Regions from separate parts of the Gossypium hirsutum genome. Here regions 1 and 3 are each linked to region 2. A link is a contact called in public Hi-C data. All regions are on one chromosome and are shown on one strand. Each heading gives the region's core, a stretch centred on a gene start, on an enhancer-like site or on the middle of the called end of the contact. The rest is flanking DNA. Distances are from core to core; before and after follow the strand shown.

Region 1 (3,325 bases), core at 113-2,612, 210 kb after region 2:
AATTTACAAGATAAATTTTGAGATATAAGTTCTTTTAGGAACACAAATTAAATTTCGGCTATATATGTCCTCTTTTCTCTTCCATAAAATTGTATAACAAAACAATATTTGAAGTGGGATTCATTTGAATTTAATAAAGATGATTTATACAACTTGTACTACTATATATTAAGCCTGTAATTGAGTTGTTGTTATGAGTTAATCGAGAATTAACTCAATTAATAATGACTAAAATACAATTACTTTATAAAATAAATTATATTATTTAATTATGTTTTTATTTTTTATATCTTTTATATAAATATTATACACCTAGGATTTGACTTAAGACACTATATTTTTTAACATATTTGGTTTATCATTTCAGCCAAAGACTCAATTGTTTTATACCTCATTTTTTATAAATATATTTATTACATATATTATTAATATCCTCCATATAAAGATTGAGAGTAATTTAAGAATTATATTTAAAAAATTAATCATATATTCTTAATGATCATTATTGCGGAGAGGTCACGCTTGTTTTAAAAGAAGTTTACAAAGTATTGTAGACAAAGTGGTACCTTCCTTACCTACAATTGTCATATAAGGATATGGGCTCAAATCTCATCAAGAGCAAATGTTAACATTTTTTCAATGGATGAAGGCACTCTTACTCCATGAACCCTCTGAGGCTCTTAGTAAAGTCGGGAGACAAAACCTAAATAAAACCGAGGATAGATGCCTCAGGTCTAAACCAACTTGTTGAGAGGTCTATTGACTCCCCACTTCACAGATTTTTCTCGAAGCAAGCTCCACATCCCCTCAACAATATAAACTATTAATATAATACAATAAATTTTTTTGTTCAAAGGAGAATATATAATTAATTATGACATTAGTACAAAAAAAATAGTAAAGATCTTAAAAACATTAGATAGCTTAAGGGAAATAACAAGAGAAAACACAGTATGGAGACTTGACATAAAATCAAACCATACCAAAAAGGAGCAAACAATTTATATTATATCTAATAATTTTATAAAAGAAATAATTATGTAGAGATGACTCATGTTCTTTATTAACAATAAAAAAATAAAAGAAGTACCCAAGGAGACACGTGGCAAACAAGGGTTGGAATTGAATCAAATGAAATGTCCAACTTGTGTTTGGTGTTTGAATGATACATGCATAGCCATTTGTCAAAAAACCAGACATAAAAAATGAAGGAATTCACATGGGTTTTCTTTTTCTAGGCTTTAGTAAAAATTCCATTTGTCTAATTCTCTTTCGATCTTCAAAATGGGGTTGAACAAAAGGAGCTCAAACTGTGAAAAACCCCTTTTCTTGGGCTTATAAATAGGCTTGGATCCTTTGCCAACCAACAAACATATCTCTACATCTGCACTGCAAACTCTTCACGTGTTTCTCAGCTCTCTCTCCCTCTTTTGCTTTCCTTCCCTTACCTCCTTCCTACCTCTCTTGCACTCTTCTTTACTTTTATCTCTTTGGTTTGTTTCTTTTGTTTTCTGAGAAAAAAGAAAATCTTATCCACTGGCCCGACATTGCCAGCAACCTTTTTGTCTTTGTGTTTTTTGTTCGGTCTCGTTCTTTGAGGGTCGTTTCTTGTTTTAAGATATATATATTTATATATATCTCAAAGAGTAGTTTTGTTCGTTGGTTGACAAAGAAAGATATTTTTTTAAACCCCAAAAAGGAAAAAAAAAAAAAGTTCACTTATTTTTCTGGTATGGAAAACAAAAGGCAAGTGAGTGGCTCTTCATCATCATCATCATCATCATCTTCATCGTCTGTTTCTTTGGATCATCTCTTTGGTCCAAAGGACTCTTCTTCTTCATCAACTACCACAACTGGGCTTTTTGGAACTATTTTTCCCCCTCCATCAGTGGTAAACCCTTTTGCTCTTCATTTTCTATCCATAAAATGATACAGCTTTGTTGATTTTGACGAAAAATGAAATACCATTTTACTCATTAGTTAGCTATTTACTTGCAGATGTGTGAAATTTTGATACTGGGGGATAATATACTTTGATTGGAAGTAACTGAGAAGTTGATATATTTAGGATAAACCTGGCTTAATTGTATTTAGAGTTTGTATATTTCTTTTTCTAACATTATGGATTTATATATTCCAAGTGAATGATTCTTTAAAAAAGATGCAAAGAGATGCTTTATATAATACACTAAAATTCTGTACATCATGTGCTTGGATATATTCACTTAGTGGATAGATGCTAGCTAGTGGGGTTTACCGGTCAATTTTTCTCTGTAACATCTTAAATTTGCAAAGTTAATATGTATATTCCAATGCTAGCTAGTGGTGGGAGAAAAGTTGGCTTTGTACTGTGCATTAATGGAATTATTGGTGACCTCTGGCTATGTATGGCTTGTTTTAATTGTGGTTATCCATTTTTGTTCTAATTTTTATAGGTTTTTAATGGTGAATAGGTCTAAATATTGTTCTCTCTTTTCTGATTTCAGGTGCTGGGGAGGGACTCAACTCACTCCGGAATTAGAGGTTCATGGAATACTCAGGGTTTGCCCCATCATGCCAGATATGGAACAGGTTTTTTTGTTGCCTTCTTGTATTAATTTTTAGCATTTCTCCTTGCATTTTTCTCGTAGTTTTCTTCTGTTCGACATATTTGGATATATATATGTGTGTGTACTTGACACGTATCTGAATATGAGGATATGATATATAAAAAAATTAAACATGTAGATTAATTATGTTTGTTATAGTAAAACTTTATGTGGGGTCTTAATGAGAATGTTAAGTTTGGTTTATTATCAAGCAAGAAACAAACATGAGAGATGAGAATGTTGCTCATGCATGTTTTGTTTCAGATCATAACACTGATTATAGCAAGGGACAAAGCAGCAGCACAAGGAATAAAGACAAGAGTTCATCCGTTTATCACAATGAAACAGTGGAACCTAGCTATCTCAGCTCATCTATTTACTATGGAGGCCAAGAAAACTATTCTCCAAGGAAGAAAACCACTGAGTCTCCCCCCTATGTAAGTATATAACATACGCATTACAATATTCCTTAAGGTGTATTAGGAGGGATTTCTGTACATGTTAAATTGATAATTAGGAGGGATTTCTCATTTTCTTGTATCATCTGTCTTGACAGTTTCAAAAAGATGGGGGAGATGATGATCCCAATGGAAACAATTCTCATGGTGCTTCAAGAGGAAATTGGTGGCAGGGTATGAAGAAGCATTAGCTTTATGGTGATAAATGAATAATTACTCTTCACTTCCCATACAAGTAATTGGATAATCTTTAAACAATTCATATTTTGTTTGGTGCAG
Region 2 (3,561 bases), core at 584-3,083:
TCTCGCTAACTTGGCGCATGAAGGCACGGATGGGCTCCTCCGTTTGCCTAATCCGCCTGGCAGTCTTCTCCCTTCACTGCATGCTGACGCCCTTAGGCATGGGAAGCTTAGATTTTAGTCTTGCTGTGTTTCTGCTCCTTTTGTAGAAAAAAAAGAAGAGTAAACTGCCTGGTGATCAGCAAACTTTTGGTAGGTTTTAATTTGATCACTTAATTTTAAGAACTTTCAATTTCATCACCAATGCTTTTAAAATTTAAAATTTTAGCGATCGGGGCTTAAATACTTAACGGAAAGTTTACCGAAATTTTTTATTAGCCTAATGATAAATTAAAATTTTTAATATTTGTACATTTTATTAATTTAACTTTAAATTTAAAATTTTAATAAATTTAACCTTCAACCCTTATAAAATTTATCATTTAATTTTAATTCTAAAAAAGTTATTATATTTAAAAAAAAAATTGGATTTAATTCTAAAAGACTCTTATAAGAAATCAGTGACAAGTTGTTCCAATTTGGCTTCTTCAGTGTGAGATGATGGTATATTTTTATAAACAAGCCAAAAGTGGAACAATCAAACCCTTCAAGGGAAATTGAAACACCTGTGCAGATAGTTTCACAGGCATAAGGAAATCGGAGAAAAAAAACCCAGCAAGAAATAAGTCAAAAAGAACTAAATTAACCAACGGAACTATCAATCGAAGTAGCGAAAAACAATATCTAAAAGAAGCAACTATCCAAATTACAGGGGAAACCCATTAAAAAAAAAACACACACAGTTCAGACTCTTGCTTCTCCATAATTAACTAGGCCTGGTTGGGTAAGGAAAACGTTTGGGCGCATAGGTCTTTTCCATATTTTTTTCTTATTTTTACCTTTGGGGTTTTCTTCTCTTCATTCCAGTGCAAAAATTGAATAACTTTCAAAGCAAAGCACAAAATTGCAGAGACAGAACAGAAAAAAAAAAACAATTAAAAAGAAAGGAGAGAAGCTGAGAGGGAAGCAATTCACCGATTTGCTAGTAGAGAGAATACAGGATTATTGTTGTGCAAATTACAGAAGTTTGTGAAATTTTGTAAATATTGAGGGCTAAATGGCTAGATTTAGGATCAAATTGATAAAATGTATAAATATTGGAGGATTAAATTTATTATTAGACCAATAAAAAACTACCCACATCAAGTATTTAGCAGGGTGACAAAAATTTTAAAATTTAAAAACATTGATGACAAAATTGAAAGTTTTTTAAGTGGGGTGATCAAAATAGAACATACCTAAAAGTTGGATAATCACCTATCCAATTTATCCAAAAAGAAATTACATCAAAGTTACTTCATGTCCAACAATTGAGGTTTCATTGATTTAAAAATGTATGGTTTTCTTATTAAGATTTGCTGTTTCGGTTAACATAAATTCTAACCTTTAAATAAATATATATATATAACTCATTTAGTTTTATGCAACCTTTTATTTTTATATTTAGATTTTGACACATACACAATAACATGAATAATAAATAAATTTAAATATTAAAAAATTATAAATATAAAATTAAGGTTGGTTGAAATTGAATTAAATTTATGAGGTTTGTAATTTTTAATAATTTATTTAATTAAAATCGTAACAGACACATGCTTTTTTACCCATAAAAACTATATTTCTTTGAAAAATATCTAACAATAGTTTCAATAGAATAAATAATCTATCTAGATGCTGAAAATAACAATGTTTTCGAATAAACATAAGTAATCAAATGAAATAAACGACTCGTTAAGATCCCATGTCTAAAGCTAACATCATATAACCAGTTGAGACATTGTAGAATACGCTAAACCCGAGTGAATAAAGTTAGATTTAGAGATTTTATGGGCAAGTGCCCAATCCCAGACCAAATTAGGCCCAACAGGGGAAGCTTTTGAATATTGCCCATCAGTACCTCAACATGAATGCTGCCTTTAAAACAACCTAAAACCCTCTCCACCGTTCCTAAAACCCTAGCAACCTTTCTCCCCCATGGCTTTCACGTCCATTCTCCGGAAAACAGCTAACTCCTTAGCTCCACTCGCGATTCGACTCACCCGAGTCCAGAGAAGCTACCACTCTTGCATCTTCACGGCCTTGAACCATGGCCTCCAGTCTCAGCATCCTACTGTGAACCGTTTTTACCCAAACACCCTGCATTTCTCAACGGCTGTTGATTCTCAAAAATCCGCTTCTGATGAGTCTCTTCTCCGAGTTATTGAGTCTGAGATTCAGTGTGCCGAGGAGAGTGATGAATATGATCAGGTGAGTAATTAATTAGTTTTTCTTTTCCCCATTTTCTTTTATCATTTAGGGTTTATACGAAAGTAAGTGGAAAAATAGAACTTGGATTTTGGGTGTTTTGCAATCCAAATCGTGTCAACTGAAGACTTGTAGGGATTGAATTCAAGAGCTGTCTTGGAACATGGTAACACTCATTGTAGAACTTATATCCGACCCGAGAAACATAATTAGAAGCTGCTTTTAGTTGTTTACAATATGGTTATTGAAAGAATTTGTGGGGAAAAAAAACAGAACAATCGCTTAATAGCCAGTATTGATGTTAAGTTTTCAAGCTGAAATCGATGCTTTATTTTGAATTGTTTTTTAATCATTTAAAAAAAATTGTTTCTTCACAGGCTGAAGGAACCCCAAGTGAATTCCCTTTCAAAATCGAAGACACTCCTGGGCTTCAAACCATAACATTGACACGAGAGTATGATGGTGAACTCATCAAAGTTAATGTTCACATGCCTGATCTTGTCACTGGTGAAGGCGAAGCGGATGATGACGATGATGATGACACTGAAAAGCCTAGTAAATCAAATGTCCCATTGGTTGTTAATGTCTCAAAAAAAGGCTGTCCGAGTTTAGAGTTCAACTGTACCGCTTACCCTGATGAGATTACCATAGATAGTTTGTCCGTTCGAAATCCCAACTCCGAGGATGAACTCGCCTATGAAGGCCCAGATTTCTAGTAAGCCTATTCAATACATTGTGAAATTGGAATATTGATTTGCATGGAATGCGATTACTAATGTTCTTGTTTTGCAGTGATTTGGATGAGAACCTGCAGAAGGCTTTTCACAAGTATTTGGAGATCCGAGGAATCAAACCGAGCACCACAAATTACTTGCACGAGTACATGATTAATAAGGATGGCCGGGAGTATATTCTGTGGTTGAAGAACCTCAAGAAGTTCATTGAAGAATGAGTAGTTTATGAAAAATGGTAAGGTCAAACTAGCACCGTTCCGAGTTGTTGTATGAACTAAGATACGAGTATTTTTATCTATTTTTAAAGAGATTAGGTCGTCTTTTTGGGTTAGAATTCGGTCCATTTCCGGTACACATTCTTCATTGTCATTCACATGGTGAAGAATCCATCCATTAAATTATATTTGTGAGTGAATAGTGAAAATATGTATTGGAGGGTTGGGAGGGGAGATCAAAAAAATAAACTATAGACTTGTTTTTATTTGATTTCTAGCCATCTCAAAGTCATTGCTATCATTTATGTGATTTAAACATATTCACCCCA
Region 3 (3,227 bases), core at 295-2,794, 170 kb before region 2:
TGATTAAAATAACAAAAGCAAAGGGTGACTAGCTCCAAATTTTAAGATTTTGGAATTTCGCATCAATGCAGTCCAAAAACACACATATAAGTTAAGCTTGTCTACCGTTTTTCATTATACTACGTTTCCTATAAAGATCTAAAGATGCCAAATCCATTTTAGTACTTTAACTTTAAGGCATGTAATCTTACACTAAACGCAAACTCTCCTTGTCCAGCTAAACTACAAACCATTTAATTTCTCCTTCCTAACCACTTCCGAAACAGCCAGTTGGCTCTAATTATCAACTCATGACTCAATCACACAAGCTCAGTTCGATATTCTACATTCTATTTAATTTGCACTTTCTAAACACCCAAAAACAGAAAAAAGCCAACTCAGATACTGTTGATTCTAATTTTTCCACTAGTGACTCCAACTGAGCCCCATATTCTCCATGTTAAGCTTAAGTATTCAACGAGCTCAGACCCAGTAGTTAAATAATCTAGAAAAACATTACATCAATAATTCGCTATTCTATTTACTTTTAACATGTATTTTTCAAAATTAAATAGAATTATTTACCTCATCGCGGCTCCTAGGCCAAGGGATCGGAGGGCAATATCCTTTTGGAGCTGGAACCAAGCAATTCAATCCTTTCCCTTTCTCCGGGCAATGTCGTTCAAATCTCTCCCCTCTCTCCGTCGATTTAAGCCTCTTAATCGCTTCCACGTTATCCAAACACGGTATATACTCTCTCATATTTTCTCCGCAAAACCCAAACTTCTTCACTCTAAAGGTAGACCTAACCTCCTCTTTACCCGTTTCCGCCTCAACCTCCGTTCCGTTATCCCAATTCTCCACCAAATCCGTATCAAACTCCCCGATCTCAAACTTATCCGACATTGTACCATTCTCATCTACGATCCCGTAAATCTTGAACTCTGGAGGTGGAGGCGGAGCTTTCAAAGACCCCGACGCCCACTTTCCTTCGCTTTTAGCTGAACGAGGAGGTTCCGGAGTGTCAATGAGAGCGGAGACATTGAATTCTTTATTGAGATTAGGAGAAAGAGCGATGGAAGAAGAAGACGACGTCGTTCCAGAAGGGGATTGGCGGGAGAAGAAGATGAGTCGGGAACCGTCGGACCAGTGTTTGCCTAAGTAAAAGGAAGCGACGGAAATAAAAATAAAGGCCGCGAATTTGATCGACGTTTGGCTTTTGAGGGAATCGACATGGCCGAGAAGTTTCATGGTTGAGAAACGCTTCAAAACGACGGCGAATGGCGGAGATCCGGAGTGTCGTTTTCTGAATCAGTGGCTTGAAGTACTGACTTTCTTTAAAATTTTCCCAAAGCTGGAGATTCGATTGATTTGTGTTTTGCTAGCGTCACTTGTCGGTGAACGAAAATTTATCTTCATCTGTGAAATTTATTTTAAAATTGATTTAATATAATAACTAAGTTTAAATCCATGTTATACATCTCATACTCAACTCAAAATGTATTTCTACAATAAGCACGACTCAAATACAAGTTATCAAACATCACAATGAAATTTTAAAATTTACAATTCTTTAAATTTTAACTTCTTTTAAAATATAGTTGTGCTGAAAAAAATTTATGATAATTATATGTATTCTTTAATCAAATATGAAACAGACCTATAAGTATCGAGTAAAATTTTGTTTAATTGAAGTGATCAAATCTAATGATATAGATATTAATTAGTTTTTTTTTATATATAATCCACGAGTTAATTGTGTATTAATTAATATATATTATATTATTTATTAAAAGTTTGTTAAAAAATCGTAACAATATGATTGAGGAAGTAAAAACACTTAAATATAAATGTTAAATTTTTAGAATTATAATAATTTGTATTATGATCAATATAAATTGGGATAATGGCAAAAAAATACACTTGTACTTTAACAAAAATTTGTCTAACGTGATACTTGAATTTTAATTCTCGTCTATCAATTTAGTACTTTCGTCTAACGATCTTAATTCCTACCAAAAGTTTACATGTAGGCTAATTATATACTACCACATGTGTAACACTCCTTACCTGAGTGAACTCAAGTAACAAATGTTATATTGAACATTGAACATTGAACATTGAACATTGAACATTGAACATACATTTATGATTTCAAACACTTTTAAATTAAACTTTTAATAATGAATTGAAGACTTTTTTACACTTTTAGGAATATAACTAGACTATTAATAAAGATTAATTGCATATAAAATTTGCTTCAAGTCTTATTTAATTGGAATAAAAAATTTCAACTGCAAGTTTGTATGTCTTGAGATCAAGGCCTACATGTCTTGAGACATTGCCATGACACTGTAGAAGTTTAGCTTCGATGTTGTCCTATCTCGACACAAAGTCCTTTATGTCTTGAGACATGGTTCGGTTACTGTAGATATTTACCTTTGAAGTTTGTACGTCTCGAGACACATTTCACATGTCTCAAGGCCTAGAATAGGGGACCTAAAAATTCTATTTTCAAGCACACCCAAACCATACCAAAATCGTTCATACTCATTCCAAACACAAACCAGAACTCATATACCAAATAATACCTTATATTTACTCACTAAAACACATCAAACTCAAATGTGGGAATCAATTAGTTCCCTATTTACTTACATAAACATTCACCTAGGTACATGCCATATACTTAAAAACAAAATAGTGGAGATAGCATACTCTTCTCCAAGCTCTTGGGATAGGAAGAGATGCAAAGACATTGATCCTTAGAAAATCCTCATGTCACAATTTTACCTACGCATTAGAAATAACACGTTAAGCTTATGAAAGCTTAGTAAGTACAACGAGAATTAAACTTGCCTTTTATTAATTAAATAAAAATATAGTACAATAACATTGTAATAAAAAAGTGTAAAACATATTAGTATTAGTATTAGTAACTCTATACTATAACTCAATCATTATAATTTCTTTCATTGCCATTCCATCACTGACTCATAACCTTGTCATATTATTCTTAGCTTTATTTTTGTCTTTTATTATTCAACGGAGGCCCAATGTAAACTTAACAAAACACATAGGATAGACAAAAATAGTACAAGAATGCACTGAAGTGCAATAGTGCAATAGTTTTATTAATCAATATGTAATTCATGAATAGTTTTATTAATCAATCTATTTAAAAAATTACAAGTATACTTAGACGAAAATATTACACTTAGGGCATAAGATCCAACACTAAGATCCAC

What was found. Hi-C and Micro-C count contacts between places; a contact is called where the count stands out from the background.
Region 1: a contact with region 2 is called in a Hi-C map of leaf, with 4 times the contacts expected there. The contact joins the promoter of LOC107957130 here to the promoter of LOC121229563 in region 2. A contact is called at or near these places in 18 of 34 Hi-C or Micro-C datasets (callus, fibers, hypocotyl and 3 more).
Region 3: a contact with region 2 is called in a Hi-C map of leaf, with 2.3 times the contacts expected there. The contact joins the promoter of LOC121229566 here to the promoter of LOC121229563 in region 2. A contact is called at or near these places in 11 of 34 Hi-C or Micro-C datasets (leaf, petal and seedling).

The regions. Positions count from the first base shown.
Region 1 is chrA05:96,097,635-96,100,959 of Gossypium_hirsutum_v2.1, reverse strand. LOC107957130 reads left to right here and starts at 1,362. Exons shown (of 5, transcript XM_016892568.2): 1 at 1,362-1,891; 2 at 2,487-2,571; 3 at 2,853-3,025; 4 at 3,145-3,281. The coding sequence starts at 1,733. The coding sequence ends at 3,237.
Region 2 is chrA05:96,306,954-96,310,514 of Gossypium_hirsutum_v2.1, reverse strand. It overlaps LOC121229563, which reads left to right and starts at 1,833. Exons shown (of 3, transcript XM_041114169.1): 1 at 1,833-2,286; 2 at 2,661-2,998; 3 at 3,076-3,498. The coding sequence starts at 2,014. The coding sequence ends at 3,235.
Region 3 is chrA05:96,472,145-96,475,371 of Gossypium_hirsutum_v2.1, reverse strand. It overlaps LOC121229566 (probable methyltransferase PMT11), which reads right to left and starts at 1,544. Exons shown (of 9, transcript XM_041114171.1): 1 at 565-1,544. The coding sequence starts at 1,230.